Linked DNA regions of Mus musculus: all the other regions are linked to region 2. The links are chromatin contacts, called in public Hi-C and promoter capture Hi-C maps. All regions are on one chromosome and are shown on one strand. The core of a region is the stretch at or near the end of the contact, and the rest is flanking DNA. Distances in the headings are between cores, read along the strand shown.

The links. Promoter capture Hi-C pulls out the DNA fragments that hold promoters and counts their contacts. Hi-C and Micro-C count contacts between places; a contact is called where the count stands out from the background.
Region 1: a contact with region 2 is called in a promoter capture Hi-C map of stem cell-derived epiblast-like cells, with 2.8 times the contacts expected there. The contact joins the promoter of Aoc2 here to the promoter of Naglu in region 2. A contact is called at or near these places in 7 of 39 promoter capture datasets (the SN4741 cell line, cranial neural crest, frontonasal cranial neural crest and 4 more), 5 of 115 datasets of contacts at active chromatin or transcription factors (the SCID.adh cell line, embryonic midbrain, embryonic stem cells and 2 more) and 2 of 9 other capture datasets (liver and pancreatic islet).
Region 3: a Hi-C map of B cells shows a contact between it and region 2, with 1.7 times the contacts expected there. The contact joins the enhancer-like site here to the promoter of Naglu in region 2. A contact is called at or near these places in 15 of 39 promoter capture datasets (the 3T3-L1 cell line, the C10 cell line, the HPC-7 cell line and 8 more), 2 of 15 datasets of contacts at CTCF or cohesin (embryonic stem cells and large pre-B cells), 41 of 484 Hi-C or Micro-C datasets (the AML12 cell line, B cells, CD4 T cells and 19 more), 18 of 115 datasets of contacts at active chromatin or transcription factors (DN3 thymocytes, the HPC-7 cell line, T-cell acute lymphoblastic leukemia and 11 more) and 5 of 9 other capture datasets (adipose tissue, embryonic stem cells, liver and 2 more).

Annotation. Positions count from the first base shown.
Region 1 is chr11:101,323,692-101,327,464 of GRCm38.p6, reverse strand. Aoc2 (amine oxidase, copper containing 2 (retina-specific)) reads right to left here and starts at 2,402. Exons shown (of 4, transcript NM_178932.1): 1 at 782-2,402. The coding sequence starts at 2,372.
Region 2 is chr11:101,068,464-101,072,160 of GRCm38.p6, reverse strand. It overlaps Naglu (alpha-N-acetylglucosaminidase (Sanfilippo disease IIIB)), which reads right to left and starts at 2,067. Exons shown (of 6, transcript NM_013792.2): 1 at 1,660-2,067; 2 at 934-1,081; 3 at 119-265. The coding sequence starts at 2,036.
Region 3 is chr11:100,824,701-100,828,325 of GRCm38.p6, reverse strand. All of the region lies in intron 1 of Stat5b (signal transducer and activator of transcription 5B), which reads left to right. Among named protein-coding and RNA genes, the nearest start is that of Stat5b, 24 kb to the left of the region's middle. Within about 2 kb of position 1,520, at least 56 of the 459 cell types and tissues checked have an H3K27ac peak or open chromatin away from gene starts, as enhancers often do. A contact at or near this core is called in B cells, the HPC-7 cell line, Th1 cells and 7 more, where this site is marked.

The DNA.
Region 1 (3,773 bases), core at 1,153-3,652, 250 kb before region 2:
GGGGACACTAGTGACAGCCTCTTTCAAAAGTATGATTCATAGCTTTCCATCACCCAGGAGCTTCTTAAATCCCACTGCATCCAAACCCTACATCATCCAACACAGTTCATCACATTCTTGAGGCTTCAGACATTTGGTTCCCTTAAATGTGACCATGATGCTCACACTATAAACCTAGTAACTGGTAGCTGGCTCTCTAATGACCAGAGCTGTTGAAAAGAATTTTCCAATTGGAGATTCACAGTACACAGGTCAGACTAGAATCTATTGCCACTATGTTAGTCTTATTTTTCCTGACCTCCTCTACCCTCACCAAAAAAAAAAAAGAAACCAAGCAAGCAAGCACAAGTATAGTGTGCAATGTGCACATGCCAAGACTTCCTACCCCATCTCCCCTGCCTTCCTCAGTTTCCCCAAGTGTAAAATGGAGATCTAGGGGGGGGCGGGCGGGGGGGGGAGCTCCATTCAGTTCCCTCAGGGTCCATTCCCCAGAGTCCCTCTCAAGGCTAAAGCAGCCAGGCCCAGTCATTATACTTAAACTAAACTAGCTTTACAACTGCAAATCTGGGGGGGAGGGGCTCAGCGGGTAGGAATTAGCAGAACCCCTTTCCCCTTTGGCCAGACACCCAGTTGTGAGTGCAGCTGCACTCAATCCTTTCTCCCTTCCCATACCCAGAGGGGTTAGAATGCCCCCTGAACCTTTCTGAGCTCACTCCTTGATTTGGGGACTTCCTGCCCTGTGCCCCATTCCCAGCCTTCAAGGCTCAGGCTAAGAACTCACCTGCTACATCAAGGTCCAGTTTGAAGTGGAAAGCGTGTGTATGCACCGCTCCCAGCACTCTTTCTCCCACACGGTTCCCAAAGAGGAGACTTTCAGCTCCTCCACTCATGAAGGCTGTGTTGATATAGCCCGTGGCATGGACACGAGCTTCAAGGGCCCCGGTTGGGTGTAGCATAAAGTCCCAGATGTAATCATAGTTGCCCACTGATGACACCGACCTGACCACAAGGCTTGAGCTGGCCAAACCACCATAGAAATGACCCCCGATGCCATTATGATGCCTTCGAAGGGGCAGTCCCTGGGCCTCCTCAAATACACACACAGCCCCTGGAAGCAGCTGGACTGACCCCGTGCCCACCAGTACATGGATGTCCACCATTGTGGCTTGATAGGGGCAATCCACCCCCCGAACCAAAGCTCGGCTGTTGAGACCAAGCCCATAGCTGCTGTCCAAGTACCGGATCGTCATTGTTTTGGGGGAATCAGCACCATAAACTGTCAGACACTCCTGGACACTGACTTCATAAGCCACACGCTCACCCTTGAACCGAATATCAAAAATTCTTAAGCCACTGAACACCCCATGACCAAAGGTAAATGTCCAGAGGGGAGATGTCACTGAGTTTCCCTGTATGTTATACTGGGGACCCTGAAGTGAGAACTGAAGAGGGGGAAGAGGAGGGTCTGGAGTGACTCTAGGCCTCAAGGAGGAAGCTCCACCTGGTGTGGGTAGAGGGACCCGAATCACTTCTAGGCGGCCAACTTTAAACTCCCATTCCAACTGGGCCAAGTCTGCATAGTAATGCCCAAGGTAGAAGACCTGTTGGACTACCCAGTCGGCAGGGTCCAGGGCCCCGTGGTCCAACAGTAGCTCCAGCCCCACAGGGTGAAGGAACACTCCAAGACCTGAGATGTTATGGTAGAGGGCTATCCAGGTAGCTCGATCGCCTGCATGGAAACCACTAGCAGTAGAATGCAAAGGTGCCAAGGTGGAGCCATTGTAGTTCAAGACAGAAGCCAGAAAGGTGGGTGCCTTTGGTAGCTCCACTTCTTTCAAATGCCTCCATATCTGAACAAACTCAGTTTTCTGCATGGGGCGCCGATAATAGGGCAGGGGGCCGCCGTGGCGCTCCACAGTCACATCCCGCATGTAGGAGGGGTGAGGCAGGGGCCCCACCACCAGCTCACTCACGTTGGGCTTGGGTTGTCCACCAAAGAAGATGATGGCTAGTGCCTCTCGCACAGGTGGGGGCCCCCCTCTGTCCAGGTGGGCCAGGGCTGCAGCCTTGGCAGGCAGCTGCAACTCTACTGAGAAGACACAGTTGTCCGAGGGTCGAGCCTGGGCTGCATCCACCAGCCCCGGCCCCAGGTGCTTGGTCAGGAAGCTCATCACAGCTGTCAGCTCCTCTGGGGTCAGGTCTGCAAACAGCTGGCTCTGGCTAGGGTGTGTCCAGGGATGAATTCTGGGAGGTATGGAAGGGCATCGAGGAGACTGGCTGAAACTGCCTTGCCTGGTCAGCAGGACATAGACCAGAGCAAAGACAGTGAGGAAAGACAGCCCCAGAAGCAGCAGCAGCACCTTGAGATTCATGGCTGGCACTGAAGCTCCCCCCGTCCTGAGAGCTCATCGGTGTCTGACATTGTGGCAGGCTTATATTCAGGATGATGGAGAGGAATGGACTAAACTCCACCCTGTGGGCTGGACAGGAAATCTCTGATCGTGCTTTATGTAGTTCTGTTCCAATTTTCTGTCTTGTGCTCTGGCTCAAGACATTACATAGCTTGCTCCTGTCCCTAAACTTTGACTGCCAATGGTCACTAACTACTACGTGTCATCATTTAGAACAGGTGAGAGGGATGGGGTGGGTAATGGAGCTGAACTACCTGAGAAGGCAGTTTCGATACACACTCCTTCCTTTCCCTGTCTAACACACAAGTACTAACAAAACACCTCTTAGCAGAATTACATTCCCAGTTCCCAGACCCACCGCCCAACTCAGCAATGAGCAGTCAGCTCTACCTGGGACCTAATGAGTGCCTGACTTGGGAGACCCAGGCCTTACTCTATCCAGTCAGAGAGACGACTGGTTGAGGTTGAGCTGTGTTTAGGTCTATACAATGATCCAGTCCAAGTTATGTAGCCTTAAAGGGGCTACATATCCTGAATTTCTTCCCTATGAAGGCGCATGAGGCATGGTCATTTATACTGATAATACCAACACTCAAGAGGAGTGCTGAGAGTTCAACTAAGCTACATGAGTGAATTATAGGTCAACCTAGGTGATACCCTGCCTTAAAAAATAAAAAGCATAGCCAGGGAGAGGTACTATATGCCTTCAATCCCAGCACTCAGGAGACAAGCCGATCTGTTGAGTTTGAGGCCAGCCTGGTCTTTAGAGCGGTCCTAGGACAGCCAAGGCTACACAGAGAAGGGTCTTTAAAAAACAAACAAAAAAACCGAATAAATATATAAAAAGCATAAAAGTATTCTGTGGAGTGCTTTTGATTAAAATGTAGCCTTACACAGCAAGTGCTTAGTAACCCTGGAGGGAGGGAGGGAGGCAGGCAGGCAGAGCAGGTAGCTAGTGGCTCTAAACTCTGGGATAGAATAGAGTAGATGCCCCTCCCCTACTGGGACCTTAAACCTCTATAGACAATGAAGAGTCTCACTGTCAGGAGGGAAGTGAGGACATGTTATTTTAGAGGGATGTAAGCCTCTTATGAGCACTGTGGGTCAGTATAAACCAATACCAGGAGTTCCCTCAAAAAAGTATGTATGAAGTAAGTATGTATGTATGAATGTATGTATGTATGTAGAGGCAAGCTGGTATGGAGGAAAAGGACTGGATCGACAGGGTCAGCCCGAGCTGCTGGTCCCACACATAACCACAGCAGCCTCTGCTGGCAGCTCAGGGTATCACCAGGAAGGACCTGGAATCTGGTGAAGACAGGCAGCTTTCACACAATTGAGCGTCAACACACAGCAGGAACC
Region 2 (3,697 bases), core at 818-3,317:
CCTCAGGAAGGGAACACAGATCTATAGATCAGGCAAGAGCCCCGAGGCTAGCTAAGCACCCATCCCTGGCTCTGTGAACACTCAGCCCCCATTCCACCATTCCTTAGCCACTCTTTACCTGCAGGTAGACTTGACTGAGGTGCCAGGAACGGGGCAGGGGGCCATCCCAGGTGTGCAAGTTACCCATGCGTCCCCAGGCCAGGAAGGCAGGACCGGTGAAGTACGTATCGATCTCTGACTGGGTCAGGCCCAAGGCCAGGTATACCTGTGGAGCAGGAAGAGCCCCTACCTATAAACCACGTCATTGGACAAGTTCTTGCTCACCACCTCTCTGAGCTGGGGACTACTGCTACTAAGACAGATCTGGACCTCAGCCTACAGGGAGCTCACGGTCCAGGAAACAGCTCCATGTCTGTGGGATGGGTGACTCTCTGGGACACAAAGAGGCTTCCCTCAAACCACGGAGAGTCTCTGGCTCCCCCCCCCCCCCCCCCCCCCCCGTCATCCTTACTTAAGCTAGGGTCATCCGGGAAGAAGCAGCCTCCATTGACAAAATACCCCCATCCGATTGGCTTGAAGGCAATCCTGTGGGGGCACTTTCTTGACTGGTGACTGATATGGAAGGGCTCAGCCTATTGGGGGCTGTGCCATCCCTGAGCAGGTGGTTCTGGGTATATAAGAAAGACTGACCAAGTCAGGAAGCAAGCAGTGTTGCTCCAAAGTCTCTGCTTCAGTTCCTGCCTCCAGGTACCTGCCCTGATTGAGTTCCTGCCTTGGAACTCAATCTTGAATCTTCCTGCCTCTACCTGAGTCCTGGGATTACAGACATATACTGCCAGATACTTTGTCCCACCCTGGAAGGCCTCGGTTTCCCAGGGGCAGGGGTGTATGTAAGGCAGGCAGGAGAGTGTGAGGGGCCAGGTTGGCACAAACCCTTTGCCAGATGGCCTCCTGGCCATTCCAAGCCAGAGCCAGGTTGATGCCATTCAGTGCCATCCAGTCAATCTCTTGCTCCCAACGGGCCCAGTCCCACCACACGAAGGAGTAGCTGTGCGTGCACACATTCTGGTAATAGCGGTACCTGCGGGTAGGGGCACATTATTGGGGACATATGGGATGCCTCACTCACCCCTCTGGAACACTTCAGAGGCAGCCAGAGGCAGCTACTAACCCCAACACAGTACGCATACAGGACAGTGGGCAAAGGTTTCAATGTGCCTCCTCTCCTGCTCATTCCAAATCCACCTCGGGTGAAGCTGGAACTTCCCGCAGACCTCCCTAGCTAGTAGCTATTGTGAATACATAACTTCATTTTTATTCAACATGCCCAGAGCTCCTGCTGTGCATCCTGTGGTGTCTTAGGGTGTCAGTGCCATAAGGCAAAATTGGTCTCTCTCATGAAGAGGGCTCACAGTTCCTATAGTTTGTCATTATTTCCAGCAGTGGGGGCTGGGAAGCTAAATGATTTGGCTCAAGAATATACAGCTAGAGGGGAGCCAAGATTTGAAGGCACAGATCCCCGAGCCAGCACTTCCTTCTCAGTCTCCAGGCGAGTCTGTAGCTGCAGCCCCGACTTAGGTGTGCTGGTCCTCACCAACGGTGGCTGTCCCGAGGCTGCAGGCAGCTGCCCCAGCCGTCTGGGACCCACAGCATCAATACCTGTTGGGCGTGGTTTCGGTCAGCCCGTCGGGCACAGCGGGCAGCGGCCACGGCAGGTGCAGCTGAGCGCTGGACCAGGCCACCTGACAGCCACAGAAGTCACGCAGGTAGCGGTGCAGCCCCGCGGCTGCCGCCACGCCCGTGGAGCCGCGCACAAGCACTGGCACCCCGCCGCCGCCGCTCAGGCTGTAGGTGTCCAGGCCCGACTCGTCCGCCAGCGCGCGCTCCACGGACACCAAGAAATTGGCCGCCGGCCCGGGTCCCAGTAGCCGGACCACCAGTTCCCGCACGGCCTTTGCCTCCCGAGCCTCATCACCCACAGAGCCCCCAGCCAGGAGTAGGAACCCCAGAATCACGGCCAGCCCCGCGGCTTCCATGATGCCAACCGCGCGGCCGCTGCCCCCTCACAACCAATACCAAGCTCCGGGCCCGCGGGGCAGGGCTGCCAGCATCCAATCGGCTGCCGACCTCGGGCCACGTGACCTGAAGGTTGGCTCCTGCTACCCGCCCGGAGAACCTGGTTTCCGGACTCAGACACTGGTCAGGGTCTGCTGACCGCGCTCGTGGCTGGAGGGTGCGTGACCCTATGAAACATCCTCGGCCCGATGAGACGCTGCGCATGCCCAAGCCCTTTCAGATTCGGCCCTCTTTCTTCCGCAAGTCACTTCCCTTCCAAATATCTAGCCACTCTTTTAAGCGACGAGAATTGAAGCCAGCCAAGACTTGGCTCTACCACTAAGCTATATTCTAACCCCTCATCTAATAAATGTGTATTTGGATTTTATTTCGTATCAGACTGTTGTTTATATTAGAGAAGTCTCAGTTGTCATTTCTGGCTAAAGATCTGGAAACCAAATAAGGATTTCTCTGGGTGAGAAGATAGCTCAGTGGATAAAGCGCTTGCACCTGAGGACATTCATTTGAATTGGCAGAATCCACATAAAGCTGTCCCAGCATTGGGAGGCTGCAATCCCAGTGCTCCCGGGAGATGAGCGCTGGAGACAGCTGCCCTGATGTATAAAGTGACAGATGGGGAAGAGACCTTATCTTAAGGTAGAAGGTAACACCCGAGATTGTCCTCTATTGACAGCAAAACCCACAACTCTCGCTTCAAAAGGACTGAGAGCTTATTCTGAAGCCCAATATGAATGACCATGGCCCTGGAACAGTTTTAGGTCAACCCAGTTTCCATGTTCCAATGTGGAAATAATTTGAAGTTTTTATAGTAATGGAGCACATATCAAAACACTTTTTTGAATAGATTGGTGGAGACATCAGAAGTGGGTTATAGTGAATCTGGGAATCAGTTGCAGGCTTCAGATAACATTCTTAGCTTCCAGGATGCTGGAAGCTGGTGGTCTGTTAAATTAATGCATTTCAAAGGAAAACTCGTGTTCAGTACGTTCAAAAAAAAAAAAAAAAAAAAAAGACTTACCCATTGTCATAAAGCTGTTAGAAGTTACCTGGTGCGTTTCCTTCTATGAAGTGATGACAAATGATAACCAACAAAGAATGGCAAGGTGAACCAACACCATCTGGCAGTGTCTACTGTCCCTTGGGCTATATTTATGTCTTTTTAAAAGAAACATCATGTGTTTTCTCAAGTATATGCTCTGGTAAAACATCATATCCACCCCCCCCCCTTTTAGGCTGTCTCTAGAAGAACATCATGTGTCTATTCTTAGCAAATCATCTTTTCATGGGTCTGCTTTAGCCAAAACATCTCTCATAAGACAGTTTTTAGAAAAACATTACATGACACAAAGGAGTCTTCAAAGAAACCAGAAATTTTGACTTCAGACCAAACTATAGACAAATCGATGTTCCTTTACCAATTCATTTTCTAATTTCTTCTTGTTGTTTTGAGACAAAATCTCATTCTATAGACTGGGTTGACCTCGAAGCCAAAGTAAACTTCCTGCCCCAGAATCTCAAATTCCTGTGATTATAGGTACACCTATTTTTTTTTCTTAGAACAGGGGAATTGTGGTAGCTTTATGGACTTGTGTGCTGACAGTAGTTTGAGCCAAGGAGTTTA
Region 3 (3,625 bases), core at 271-2,770, 240 kb after region 2:
TTATTAGTCCACTTTAAAGGAGCGATGCACAGAGTCCAGAGTGTGAAAGTGAAGGCTGGGATGTCTGTAACGTTCTTAGAGCTACACCAAGGAGGGGAGGAGATAGTCTTGGAGAATGATTTGAAAAGTTACCTGTGTGCTAAGTGCACTCGGGGATGGAGGTAGGGGAGGATCAGGAGTTCAAGATCAGCCTTCACGACATAGCAAGTTCAAAGCCACCCTGTGCAACATGGAACCCTGACTTTCAAATAGAATCTTGTTTTCTTTGGTGCTTGGGATGGAGCCCAGGGTCCTGCGCTCTCCTACCACTGAGCTACATCTCAGCTTCTGGTTCTGAACTCTGTGTGTGTGTGTGTGTGTGTGTGTGTGTGTGTGTGTACAAGTGCATGTGTGTGTGCGCCTGTGTGGAAGGCATAGATGATCAATCTCAGGTTTTTTCAGGAGTTGTCCACCTTCTTTTCCTTATTCTGTGTTCCTGTGTGTGTGTGTACATATATGTACATATGTGTGCGTGTGTATGTATATGTAAAGACAGGAGGTAATTGTCAAGTACCATCCTTGATTGTTCTTCCACCTTAATCCTTGAGACAGGATCTCTCACTAAACCCAGAGTTTGAAGATGCTGCTAGTCTTTCTGGCTAGTTTGCCCTGGGTTATCTCCATCTCCCAAGGCTAGAATTACAGATGGCCCCTATGCATCTGGACATGTATGCGGGCTCTGGGGATATGGACGTGAGTCCTCTCTATTGTGTGGCCAACACTAACCATTGGGCAAGCTCCCAAATTGTTTATCTAGACAGGGTCTCTTACTGGCCAGAAAGCCTCGGGGAGCCACCTGTCTTAAATCCCAGTCCCCATGGCTGGCATTCTAAGCATGGCTTTTTGTGTGGGTGCTGGGAATCAAACTCAGGTCCCTGTGCATGTTCAGAAGGAAGCTGTCTCTTCAGTCTCTGACTGTGGACTAGATTTATTTAATTATGTGTGTCTAAATGGTTTTTGCCTGCAGGTGTGTATGTGTGCCTGGTCAGAAGAGGGCATGGGATCCCCAGAACTGGAGTTAAGACAGTTGCAATCTATTATGTGGGTGCTGAGAATTGAAGCCAGGTCCTCTGCAAGAGCAACAAGTGCTCTAAACCACTGAGCCATCTGCTCAGCCCCAGGCTCTGCAGTCTCAACCAGAGCTCTGAACATAAGCTGTGCTGGGGTGCTTTCTTCCCTTTGTCCTCCGTTCATTTACATCAGGTAGACCCATATTGCCTGCCTTGGCCCTGTTTCTCAGCCTGTAAAACATTAAGGCCAACAGTTCAATCCAGAGCCATAAATGTCTCGACTGAAGCCAATGGGATGTGCCTTTAGAGGTCCATTTTTATGGTGTTTTCAAACACAGCTGCTAAGGTACCAGAGATAGAGCGAGCACCCGACGGTGAACGCTTAACCGTACTCGGGTCATCCTGGAACAGTGAAAAATCGCATTGAGGAGCTCAGTGGCACTGGTACCCTGGGAGCATCCTCCCACCCTTCCTGTTTAAAGAGGAACTGGCATCTATAGCCGTTACCGCCCCACCCCCACTTCTCCCAGATTTAGATTGCATGTGTGTATAAAGTTTACCAGCCACAAATAGGTTCTGTTCCCCCACTCCTTGTTATAGGGCCTTTTTTTTCTGTTCAATATGCTTTTATTGGCACCTCCTCTGGTGTTCTTTACAGCAGTAGCTAATTAGTGACAGCTTTTAAGCAAGCAGCTTGTCATTTTTGGCAGGGACAGGGGACATCTATAGCTAAGTATACCATACTCGATGGAAATACATCTCGAATCTAAAAGGCGTCTGTAGTCAAAGGTGGCTGCTCCTACTGAAATATCTAAAGTTGGCATGGTGTGCTGAGATGGCGAACTCTCAGGGGGTGGGGGGGATGATTACATGGGTTCTGTGTGTGACAGGTGTCACTGTGAGCCCTGAGTCATCCTCCAAACCTTCATCTGCACTGGGGATGTCAGACCTCGTCATGTTGTTTTGGCATAGTAATAAATCTCTCTGGGTGGCATTTAGTGGCAAGCATGGTGACCGAGGAGTGTGCTGTTGCTGTTGGCGAATGCCGTGCCTACCATTTATGCTCAGCTTCTTTCTCACAGTGTCATTAAAGGAACCGGTTTCGTTTGCTTGGAGATGAAGGGAATTTTCTTGAGGCTTCAAGCTCAGCTCAGCGTTCTCGCAACCCATGTCATTCTTTTCCTCTGGAGTCACGGCCGTGAGGTGTTAGCTCTATTTTCCAAACTTGTCACGATGTTTATGGATGGTTCATCTATTGATTAACGCTAACGATGAGTCAAAACCTCCGTCAGAGTTTCTATAAAATGTGATTCACTCCCATTACTCCTCTAATAAGGATACAAATAATGTGTTAAAAATAACACATTGAAGAAAATAATTGGCCTGCTGGCTATTCCTCTCAACTTGGTTCCCTTTGTGACATGGAGATCCGCTGAAATGATATGTAATACTCAATTACCAAATACCTACCATGTACCGAGCGGAGTGAGGGGTAAGCTGGAACTCTAGAGTGGTGGTGCAGTCTGTCTGTTCAAAATGAGGTGCTCAAAATGATGAAAGACACAGCACTGTCGAGGTCCCGTTTCCCACTGAGGCGTGAAAGAGTACAGGGGACATCTTTCTTAGGAGCTTGATATTGTCAGATGTCCTCGCTCTCAGTTCCCCGTTTTGCCATGTCATGCATAAGGGACAATCCAGAAGTTGTCTTCCATTATCTGCTTCTTTATAGCATGGCATGGTAAACTCTGAGGATTCTTGACACTCATATTTAAAGCACACGGAGATAGCAACAAAGTTACTTCTACCATCAGTATTTAGCAGCACAGGAACTTACTCCTTCTCTTTGGTTTCAGGTGCCCCAGCTTTAGATAAATGGAAGTTAAATTATTGCTATTGTATGAACAGTTTCCCAGGTGGATGCCCAGCTTCAGCCCCCTAAACCAGCCAGTCCTATCCTGCCCCCTGGGATAGTTGGTGGGTTGTTTTGTCATTGGTGTGAGTGACTGTCCCTTTATGAAAGCCAGAGCTGAGCATGACCTGGGATTAGTGTTGGCGATGAATAGCAGTGCAGCTGACAGGCATCCGAACACACCTCACTGCCCATTTTGACCCAGGAGCTGTCTGAGACCGAAGTATTAACCTCACCAGAGAGCTGCCCTCTCACGGGATGGTCCTCCTTTTGTTTACCTTCACAACTCCAAGCCTTTAGCTGACTTCTGATTGGTTCAGAAAGATGAAGATGCACCAAACTCTCCTCTGGCTTCCTCCAGTTGTACTTGAAGGCTCCAGAAAGACCTGATTTAAAGCTTTCTTTTGGGTTGGGTCTCTTTGGAAGTTGCACTCTGGGATAATTTATTCTATAGCTTTTACTCTAAAGCACCCTCAAGACAAAGAACTACTTTGGCTAAATGAGGATTTTTTTTTTAATTTAAAAAATAGTGTGTGCACGTGCGTGTGCGTGCATGTATACATGCATGTGTGGATGTCAAAGAATAACTGTAAGAGTCAGTTTCCTGTTTCCACCTTGTGGGTCCCAGGAATCAAACTCGGGTTGTCAGGCATGATGGCAAGTGCCT